Linked DNA regions of Zea mays: region 2 is linked to region 1. Evidence: chromatin contacts called from public Hi-C data. All regions are on one chromosome and are shown on one strand. The core of a region is the stretch at or near the end of the contact, and the rest is flanking DNA. Distances in the headings are between cores, read along the strand shown.

What was found. Hi-C and Micro-C count contacts between places; a contact is called where the count stands out from the background.
Region 2: a Hi-C map of ear shows a contact between it and region 1, with 2.7 times the contacts expected there. The contact joins two enhancer-like sites. A contact is called at or near these places in 4 of 25 Hi-C or Micro-C datasets (bundle sheath, ear, leaf and 1 more).

Annotation. Positions count from the first base shown.
Region 1 is chr3:141,642,421-141,648,351 of Zm-B73-REFERENCE-NAM-5.0, reverse strand. It overlaps LOC103650642 (a long non-coding RNA gene), which reads right to left. Exons shown (of 4, transcript XR_564297.2): 2 at 5,857-5,929; 3 at 5,328-5,407; 4 at 4,796-4,879. Among protein-coding and RNA genes, the nearest start is that of LOC103650642, 3.9 kb to the right of the region's middle. Within about 2 kb of position 2,856, at least 14 of the 20 cell types and tissues checked have an H3K27ac peak or open chromatin away from gene starts, as enhancers often do. A contact at or near this core is called in bundle sheath, ear, leaf and 1 more, where this site is marked.
Region 2 is chr3:141,848,912-141,854,842 of Zm-B73-REFERENCE-NAM-5.0, reverse strand. No RefSeq gene overlaps it. Among protein-coding and RNA genes, the nearest start is that of LOC100125635, 93 kb to the right of the region's middle. Within about 2 kb of position 2,117, at least 17 of the 20 cell types and tissues checked have an H3K27ac peak or open chromatin away from gene starts, as enhancers often do. A contact at or near this core is called in bundle sheath, ear, leaf and 1 more, where this site is marked.

The DNA of each region.
Region 1 (5,931 bases), core at 1,607-4,106:
GTTGCTAGCGCCAAGCTAAATCTAAATCATGAACTAGCCCTTGGGAGGATAGTGAATAAGTGCATCCAACTAGCTCTTAGGGTTATGAGACATGTTCCAGTAAAATAGCCCTTAGTGCTATGAGTGATGTTTTAGTAAACTTGGCCATAGGCTATGAGTGACGCTTCAGTTGCACTTAAGTTTTTAGTGCCTATCCTAAGGGCTAGTTTATCTACAAGGTATGTTGGCACAACGCCGAGGTGAAGGAACACTTCAAGAAGAAAGGAAGGAATCGCTCCCTTTAGATTTAATAAAGTGTGAGCTCCTCCACTAACACTTGTTTGAGCATTTCAACACTTCTTGGTCATTTCCACCTCCATGGCCGAAGTTGCTCAAAGTAATGTACCAGTGGACTAATTCTTGTGAATCCCAAAATAAATTCTTAGTAGTCCACCTAGGTTGTCACTCTATCACCAAAACTAAACAAGATCCTTACACACTAGAAATCAATCGCATGTACTATTTAATGAAACACTAGTTCCATTGATAAGGACGATGTGAGACAGGTTCTTAATATCATGGAACAAGTAAAGAGAGAATTGTTTGGGGCTAACAATATTTATTAGTAAATTAAGAAAGAAAGAATTTGAGTATATAAAGAGGAAAGTATGGCTTTGTATTCAAGGATGCAATCATGGAAGAAGCAAAGAAATAAATATCTGGGGCTACTAATATTTATTAGTAACTTAAGAAAGAAATCAATTAAGTATGTAAAGAGAAATGCATGTCTTCGTATTCAAGGGTACATGTGAAATTGTTATCTAAAGCCAGCAAGAAAATTCCAGTAAAGGTTCTTGATGAAGCAATCCCTATCTATGCCATGTGTTGTTAGCATGGGATAAGTTGACCCTCCCCAAGAATAAGGGAGGTTTGGGCTTTTGGGATCTCCACTTGTTTAGTGAGGCTATGCTTGCTAGACAAGCATGGAGGCTGTTGGTTTTCTTAAGGCCAAATAATTTCCCAATGGTAGCATGCTACAGCGTGTGGTGCATGATGATATCTCATACACTTGGAGGAGCATTCTAGAAGGAGTGAATTTCCTAAAAGAGGGGACCATATGGCGAATAGGCGACAGTGAATTAGTGAAAATCTGGACGGGCCCTTGGATTCCACATGGCAATACAAGATGACCTAATACCAACAGGGGAGATAACGATATTGACAATGATGATAGACCTAATGGACATGGCCTTGGGATAATGAGACTTTAGTGCACAATATTTTATTGAAGTTTGATAATAAGGTCGTCATTCTCAAGCTGAGAGCGAATCAAGACATATAAGATAGATCAGTATGTCATTTTGAAAAAAAGGTTGTTCTCATTGGAGTCAATGTAGATGGGGTAATATCCCAATGTTGAAGGCGGCATGGTCCCTTTCACTAAGTCATGGGTTCGATCCATGGCCTCGTAAAAAAATATGTTTGTTGTTTCTTGTCCGCTCTCGGATTACGGCTTGATTGTGTGCCACCCTTGGGTCTAGGTGGACCCTTTGCAGAGAGGGTAGCTTGACCCAGCCTATTAGAGATGGCCTTTGTAGACTGGACAACTTGACCTAGCCCATTAGTGATGGGAGAACATGCTTCACATGGTTTTTGGTCGCGACCACTGTCACGGCCTTTGATTAATATAATACCACGAGGGTGTGGTCTTTCCCTTCCGACCGAGTTTTTCTCATTGGAGTCGGTGCAAAAAAGAGAAAATAAGCTTGGTAGAAATGCAACAAGTTCTGAGCTAGTTCTAGACGTGGACTTTCTTGTTTCCGTGGGATAAAATTTGGAACACGGAGGTCCCAAATTAAATAAGATAGACTTTTTATTTAGTTCAGATGGTGTTTGGTTTCTAAGAAATAATTTTTAGTCACTCTATTTTATTTCATTTTAATTTCTAAATCAACAAATACAGAAACTAAAACTCTATTTCAATTTTCGTATTAGACAATTTTAAATCAAGGGCATATTAGCTAGTAGCAGTGTCGATACACGGACGGGCCGTTTAGCATGGTTCTCGTCTCCTCTTGCTTCTCGTGGCTGTTGATTATACTGTACTGTGGTGGCAAAGAACAGGTGAAACTAGCTAGATATCGTGGCTTCACAGAATTATTTTCTTCCTATATATTACCTCCATTATTATTTATTTGACACCACCTAGTTCAATTTTATACTAATCGGCAACAAATAAAAAACAAATTGAGGGAGTAGTTTATTTTTTCACCTCCAAAACCAAAACGGCTTTATGTTACAATTCTAAAGATACAGCTAGCTATAGTGTTTTGTCAAGACGAGCTGAAACACCTAGGAACTATACCAAACAACCTATATATAGTCATATACTAAACAACCATACATGTACTATTGTACTTCATTTGTTTCAAATTACAGACCATTTTGATTTTTTTTCAGAGATGCTAAGATATGTGTTATACTCCCCATTTCAAAATATTAGTCGTTTTATCTCTTGGTTTTTATGTCTATATTCAAATGGACGCGGATGAATCTGGACACCTATATAAAACACATATATACATCAAAGTATTTGTATGAATCTATTAATTAACTAACATGAATTTTAATTTGGGACGGACGGAGGGAATAGCTAATTACACATAGCAAAATGAATGTAACAAAAAAATATAAATATATATAGTTTACAAGTGGTGTATATACCTAGCTATCAACTTAAAGCGAAAGCTAGCTAGCGTACAAATATATATTATATACATGGAATAATGCATGTGACTTGCACACAGTAGTGTTGCGCTAGGTGCTTGTGCATGATGCGTACGTGGTCCAAGGATCGATGATGATATATACATCGATCATTTCGTGGACGTTCTAGAAGGCCTACCTACCCCGGCCCATATATGATGCATGCCTCGTGCTTAATCAAGTGTATATAATATGTAGTTGGAGTGCTATAATTAGGCGAGGACATCATCCACTTGACGCATCTGGAGTACTTTCCGAATCCAGAACCGGCCGATCTCTATCAGAAATTTTCTTTTCTTCTTTTTTTTTTAAATTAGAAACCAGTTTATGCATGTGAGATTGGGCACGCATGGGATCAAGCGAGGTAGGTGTGATGTTTGTATCCATGAATGATAAATGAGGGCAGTCGCCACCTACTACACACATCTGCATTCGCGCCAGCTAAATCCATCAAGTTCCTGGTAGGTACGGTGTACAAATACTAGTATAACATATGTCACATAATTTATGTATATATGTGCATTCATTAATTTGGCTATCTTCAACAGATCATGTATATGGTCGCGCAAAACAGTGTTTTAATATAATATTAATAACTCCATAGTATTTTGATGTCTAAATATTAATAATTAAATTCACTTCTCATGTGGGACACGGATATTAAAAATCACTGCTTTCAACTTGTTGCCAGTCACATTTACTAATTCACATGTTTTTCCTTTACCATTTTTGGACGTGCAAGGTAAGAGCGTATGGAACAATAAAACATTCTTTAAGGAGATTATAGAGATCGATCTCTCGAATTCTAAATATAGTACACTATACATTAAAGCACTATCCATGTTTCCTCTTAAACTTCAACTATTTATTTTTGATTTATTTGCTAAATAACATTATTTAAGACCTAACTGTTGGACTAAAATTAATTCTCTTTTGAAGCCTTAAAATATCCCTATATACCTAATTAAGATACGAGTTGGATCGGGACATGCAACAATGTATTATTGTCAACTGTAATTTGAGTACGTACGTACGCACTACACGACGGTTCACTTACAGCGACCTACGGTTGGTTGCTAAAACGGCCTTCAGCGACCTACGGTTGGTCGCTAAAAACTTTTAGCGACCCATAAAGATGGTCGCTGTAAGTGCCGTCGCTAAAGGCTTTAGCGACCGACATCTTTTTAGCGACCGACCGTCCGTTGCTAATATTGTATATTTAGCGACCAACCATGGGTTGCTGTACTATAGATTTAGCAACCAACTGTAAGTCGTCATACTATACATTTAGCAACCAACAGAAAGTCGCCCTTTTTACAGTTGTTAGTAATAATAATATACATTTAATTAAGCACCACAAATCACAGATTTTTATACACAAACCATAAAGACATACATAGTTAATCAGTATACCACAGTCATAGATCCATCACATAAACACAAAAGCACCACAATTATATATTCACAAAATCATCACAATTATAATACCATTCACAACTAGATCATTTACATATAGCTAGTTAGATCATTCACAAAAGCTCCAGAGATGATCAGTCACAAAAGCAACACAGCGACATCACTCCAGCTTGAAGCAGTTCAAAAGCCCACAACTACATCACTAATGTTTCATATCACTCCAGCTATTGTTCAAAAGCCCACAACTACATCACTCTAGCTGCTCCAGAGCTGATCAGTCACAAAATCACCAAAGCTACACTAATGCTTCAAGCAGTTCAAAAGCCTTTAGACAACCACTCCAGCTTCTTGTATCCTCCTGTTTTAAGGTACAAGCTTTCTTTGTCCAGAACACCTTAGAAAAAAGTACATCAAATTAGTGCGAGGCAAAACTTATGCACCAACTTCAGCTGGTGCAATCAAGGTTAATCATCATTAAGTTGATGGCTCATATAAATATAAACATAAACAAGATAAGATATAAACCTCATCCTCAGCAGCATGAATGAAAATATTGAATACCTTATATTGAATACCATAGTACAAGGAATCAGTCGAGCACGAACATCATAAATGATTGGTCATTCAAACCATGGAATCATAAAGTGAAGAATGACACTCTAGTGAAGAATGACACTTGGTGTGAATTGAACGGGTACAACGACTGAGATGGAGCTGCCTGCGTAGGAAAGGTTGGATGGAGGAGACTGCAGCGACATGAGCACGAGGGAGAGATATAGAAAAGAAATGCTAAGTTTACTCTTCACTATAGCTTAATGAACATTCAACAAAAACATTTTTGGACTTAAAATGATATTCATTTTCCAAAGATGTTTTATTATGGTTAAATATATTTGTAAATGCAGTACGTCCCCTTGTACCCATTTTGATCCGTGAGACGGAATGTTTTCAACCTTATAACATGAAAAATATATAGAATCAAAGCATTTTTTATTATCAGTGTTATATTACTAATATTCCTGTGATATTTTTCCTAAAGGACATGCAATTTTTTGATTGTTTGGAACTAAAAACAAAGTGAATAGCAGAACCAAATCCTATTGTACCAAAGTCAGTCTATTACAGGTTGTACCAATATCTAAATGAGTAGTTGAACCTGCACATACCTATCTTGGGGTTGGGCGGTTCTGGTGGTGGATCGTTTAGACGGTGATCCACCAAGCACCGAAAGATGGAGAGGTGTGTTCTTTTGATAGAAAAAACAAATAAGATTAATAAAACATAATAATGTATATTCAGCTATATTTAACTACCTGACTACAGAATAGTTTTCAGATCATCCAAAGAGCGGTCATTGTTGCCAGCTACGACAACTATATTCTGCTATATACAACAAACTCATTTCTGCTCAAGCCAGAAAGTAGTGTCGCAATCTATCCATATTATTAGCATCAAGAATTGAAAGTAACTAAATTAAGACATACTAAATGAACATAAAATACACGGAAAAACTAAAATCACATGAGTATACAAATTAACCTACAAACCAAACTGAGACCACAACCACATAGTAAATCTAAGAGAAGAAAAAAATTATGTGATTGGAAACAATGAACATAAGTGTTTGAAAGTGCAGGGGCGATACACGTATAGAAATTATCCATCGGCTGGATGACTAATAAAGCAGAGCAGTACCTGAAACTGAAGAAAGCTCCTCTGACAGGCATAGCATTCTAGTTTTTATCTTTCATACTAATATCTATCACATCT
Region 2 (5,931 bases), core at 868-3,367, 210 kb before region 1:
GATTAATGATAACATAAGATTATTGCAACTAATGTGTATTTTGCAGAAACAAGGTAAGTTAGGTCGTCACAATATTGGAAGATATTTGGGCTTATGTGGTATTCATGCCATCACTAATGGAAATCATTGGTGGGATTCAAAAGATGACCAGGAAGGTTATTGATCACCTAGTTCTAAGTGTCAATGAAGTAGTTGAACACTTGGAGTAGTGATAGGACCTTATTTTTCCTTTGGCTGTACTATTAATGGGGGCATGAAACATGTAGCTTGACCTAGGCAAGTCTAGTTAGGTATGGGGTGTACACTTGTGAAAACTAGTGCAAGATAAACCTATGACAACCCATGAGAAGTTTAAAACAAAATCCAACTCACAAAGCGATCGAAACAAGTGAGTTAGTGGTGTTGTTGTAGCACCATACATGTCTGGTGGTGTAGATTGTGTGCATCCACCACCTTCATTAGACCGGGTTAGGTTAAGTGAGAGTTGGTGCATGCTACTCTTACTGATCAACATCACCTAGATGTCTAGATGGCGATTGGGAGTGTGGTGACCATCAGAGGAGCTTATGGGTGATCCAACTCAAGCTTGTACACGGTTTTGAGCGATTCAACGTGCAAGAGTTGCAAAGAACCAACTCATAGAGAGCATTTGGTCCCTTTATTTTTGGCGACTGAGGTTTAACTTCTGAAAGTAATAGATATTTTTGATAGTTGATATGAGGCCACCAAAAATAACAGATTTATTTTTGGGAACTATTGTTAGCCATCGAGAATAAGTTAATTTTTGATGACCACTGAAATATATGATGTTGTAAATTACTAAAACCTCCAAAAGTTCCTGGATTTCCCGCGTTGAATATATGAAGAGTGATATAAAAACCTAAAATCCAATGCGGTAAAATGTCAGAGACCAATAGGACCATCGTCCACAGCTTATCTCAAACATACATATCTTACTTCCTCGAGGTCTGAATTTTAGGACAAAGAAACTGTCTTCAAAATATAGCTTTGATCAAAGTTTGTTTTGGTTAAAATACAAAATGAACTTCTAATACCATCGTACTTTTGTAAAAGTACTTTTTAAAGACAAGTCATGACTATTATATTAGGTTCAAAACTAAATAATAAAACTGTTGTGTATAGTCAAAGTTTATCAAGTTTGATTCAAACCTTGTCTAGAACGACTTATATTTGAATATATGGAGGGAGTATGTGAGATAACGGATTGAATTATTTGCGTGCTTAAAAATCATATGATGAAGTGGGCTGCTGGTGGATATTAATTGGTTAAAATATCGGTTCAACAGGTACACACATCTTTTTTTTTTCAGTTAGGTACAGTTGTGATGCCATGACATAGATCTGCCTCAGCTGCTCTTCTAGTAGTACGTGCCTGATCACAACCAACCCTAGCTAGCTATGCTAACTACCGAGCTTCTAGAAGGGTTAGTAGCCTGCTTAGTGCACCCTCCATATATCTTTGGTTTGATGTAAACTTGTAGTGGGAATCTTCATCTTTCTATTGTCAAGTACATCAACTGAAGCGTACTGTCTGTCGCCTCATGACCTCAAGTCTCTAGAAGAACCCCAAGAAGCAGCTTGCCTCATCATCATTGATGTTGCGCCCTTTTGTTCATGTTGTTTACTTGTTAGTCACACCTCTAGCTAGGGGGGTTAGAGCAACTCTTACACCTTCTGACTCCTTGATATTTCTTTCAATAAAAGTGAAAGTTTTAAAAAGTATTTCTTTCAAAACAACTCTTGCGACACCTTTTCTAGATATTTTTTTAAAAAGAGAGTATTCTAGCTCTAGTTATGTCTTAGTTACCCGATTGCATCAATATATATGATTATCCTAGTGTCAACTTGTTTTCCTTTTGTTTTCAGCTATATGAGCCATGATCGATATTACCGTCTGTGTATATATTATTATTATTACGATCTTCGAAGCAAAGCAATGATTTTTTCTTCTCAAAAACATATAAATAAGCGCGATGCATGTCGTAATTACCGTGAGCTATATGTCTCCACACTTCGCTGGTAGCATCTGATGTCTCAGTCAGATAATAAGGACAGCCCGTGAGTCCATTTTCATCTTACCATTGGTGGGCTGGGCTAGCCACCGGCCGGGTGCGTGGGGGCCACCACCTTAGCTTCTAGAACGTGAAGGCCCCACACAAACAGCACTTCTTCCTCAAGTAGTGACAAACTAAAGTTTTTGTCCCAGCCTACTGAAAGGACACTGGAGGTTTTTATTTTTTTTTATTTTTTTAGAAAGGTGATGGAGGGTTAGCTGACATACAGAAAGCAGGGCCGGGGGGTGCTCATGCAACAAATAAAGGAACTAGCTACGCACTCGCACTATGGGTGGTTGTTCGTAGGCGGCTGCCGCGCGCCCTGGCCCTGAGTGGTGTCATTGTGCTACCAACCACCAACTACCACCGCCAAATGTAGGATGACCATCGGAATCGCCGTCAGAGTTCAGTTTACTGATCAATTAATAACACGTGCATACACAGTGAGCTTGATGATTAATTAATAGAATCAAATACATATTTCCTACTAGAAAATAAAGTACGTGTGTAGTATACGGCAATATATGATATTGCCACGATTTAGGATATGTGCCTAGGCCCACCAAAGATTATACGACTCTGAGGAAGTAACCCCACGCATCTAATGGTCTGTTGATGTATCCATAGCATTATTAGCTTATTGAATAAGTCTTATGTAGAACATACTCCATCCGTTTCGTTTTAGTTGTCGCTGAATAGTGCAAAATTAAACTATTCAGCGACAAATAAAAAGAAACGGAGGGAGTATTAAATGAGAGATGAGAAGCATTACAAGGTGGATAAGCATGATGTTGCCACGATTTAGGTTGTAGGGTACTTGAGACAACTATTCAATACGTGGATTGATACTATAGCCAGATCTACCCATGTAGGTATACATAAAGTATTATCAAACTATAAAATCCTACACCAGATACCAACTACATCATACCCAAAGGCACGACCCCAATGCCCATGGATGTGATATATCATAACCGCCCCTGTGATAGGTATGGTAGTCGACTATGGAGAAGGACATCTCCGCCCATACTATGATAAAACCAAAGGCATGGCTCTAGGCATGACTCCACGAACAACATAAGAATGGGGTAGTTGGGTCTTAGTTGATGGGATCTAAGGTTCAACTAGTTTAACCTTTCTCCTCCCTCACGCTATAAAAGGGGGGCATGATATCACTTAGAAGGGGACTCTAGGTGGATATAATTCACTCTAAATATAATATAGGGCATGCATAAAAGTGGATCAGAACCTTTAGGCTAGAACTCCCACAGCAACCAATACGTGAGGGGAGCCAAGTCTTGCTGCTGGGTTGTGTTTGAGCTTGTAATCTTCTTCACTTTTATGTTTATAAATAGATAATTAGAAAGAAAATATTACATACACTGTAGCCCAAACAACACATGTCCTCGCTCCTAGTCGTTCCTAGGTTCAGCACGACCACACCGGCTTTTTATGTGCTTTACATATGCTAGTGTTGTTACGTAATGATTTTCAGGCATGTGCTTGGATCCAAACACAAAACCTTGGGTTTCACACGTTTCCTCCGTTATAGAGACATTTATGACTAAGAAGTAGATTTTATCTTTTTTTTAACTCTAAGATAGCTTTTAGCACCAATTTTTGCCAGCAACTAGTTTTTACTAAATACTTATCTTAGGGCTTCGAAAGCTAGAATTGGACCGATGATTACATCCATTCTGGTTGTAAATCAATCGATGCTAATGCTAGAGTTGCTAAGAGGGTATTTGGTTCCGTGATGGCCCGACTAAAGTTTAGTACATGTCATATCGGATGTTTGAATACCAATTTTAAGCATTAAATATAGTTCAGTTATAAAACTAATTACATAGATGCAAACTAAATGACGAGACAGATTTCTAAAGCTTAATCAATTCATGATTAATAAATGTTTACTAGGTGAGTGCCCGTGCGTTGCAACGGGAACATATAATACCATGATAATTTATATACAAAATGTGTCTTATATTGTTATAAGAAAATGTTTCATAATCCATTTGTGATCCTGGCCATACATTAATTTTGTTGTTTTAATTTAGCTGTTTCACACTATATTGCAACTATCAGTATCATGCAGACTTCGATATATGCCACGATTTGCATGGTCTCATCATTGGAGAGCACGTGCCATACCTGCCGAAAGAATTTCCCTCGTACATCGTCAGTCATGAGGCACACACCACCATACACGCTTGCTTAAATAAAAAGGCAAGTGTGTGTGTTTGCGAAGAGAATTAAAGACAAACTGGCACAAAAGCTACTCCGATGATGGCGAGTGGTCATTGTTGTCGGTCCTCCTCTGCGTCACCTCTCACATCGAGATGACGCCACAGTCCTTGATATAATAGTCATCAAATACACGCGACATGGCGAGTACCGATGACTCTTGGTTGGGCTGCCAAACGAAGTGCACACTAGGCTCATCAGCGAGGTAGTACACCTGGCCGTTGCACCACCGGAGGTGCTACTCCTCTACATACATCTTGTTCGAGGACACTCAGACAACGTCAGCAACGGCCGTCGTCCCAGCGCACAAGAATTCATGGCCGGTCAGTAGTGACTTACGTGGTAGATTGGGCTTCAGGTGGATGATGAGCTGGACGGCGTGATGGCGCCGTCGTTGGATGCGGTGCCTAGAACAACCCGAGAGTCGCCGGCTAGGGATGGCAATGGGTCGTGTTCGGATCGGGTATGGTAAATATCCGCCCGCGACAATACCCGTGGGCATTACTCATACCCACCCACGACTATACCCACGGTAGGTTTTTGTACCCGTGCCCATACCCATCGGGTATCGGGCGGGTTATCAGATACCCGCGGGTATAATTACACTCCACACAAATAAACACACATGGTTGACAAATGACAAGGTAGAACAAAAAAACAAGACATAATAAATCCGATTACTGTTACAAAAGCAAGCAATATATGAGTACATAGCGTTTAGACTTTATACTTTAGACAAATATATTCATATAGAAATAATAGTAGTAACACAAGCATGTTGATCCATCTAAAATTAATTGTCATAGTGATTTCATACACATGCTACCTATGAAGTTCGCCATTCGATCTGAATTTCTGGTTAAATTTAGTACGTGACAAATTGTAATAGGTTGAGGATACAAACATAAAGAATCATGTTCTCTTACCTGAAGATTTTTCCGAAGCTCAAAGCTTCCTTGCTTCGGTGATGTTGCTTGCTGTCTCGGTGGCTTGCTGCCTCCGTTAAGGGACACACCTGCATCGAGGGTCAACGCCTGTGTCGCCATGCCAAAAGCCCGTGCCCACACCAGGGGACATGCCCGCGCAGCCGAGACGAGGCCAACACCTACGCTACCACGACGAGGTCCAGTACCGATGCCGCCGTGCCGGGGTCCACGCCTGCGTCGATGCATAGAGCAGTGGAGCCAAACTCCTAGCATGTGGGGCATCCAGACATGTGGTCGGTGACCAGTGGGATAACATGGTGGTCTGGAGGAGACTGGGAGGTGGGAGCTAGGCTCGTAGGGGTGGGAGATTGGGTGTGGACATTACCTGGGAGCTATAGCCGCCGCCAAGTAGGGGATCAGGGGAGGGGATTTTGCGCTAGGTTAGATGAACGATGGAGCATGGGCTGTTGGGCCGCTTTTTAGTAAGCTAAAAATAGTTTCATTAGTTTCGGGTATCCACTGGTGTCGGGGACCATAATTAGGGGTACCCTCAAGACACCTAATTCTCAGCTGGTAACCCCCATCAGCATAAAGCTGCAGAGGCCTGATGGGTGCGATTAAGTCAGGGATCAGTCCATACGAGCGACTTGATCACGCCTCGCCCGAGCCTAGCCTCGGACAAGGGC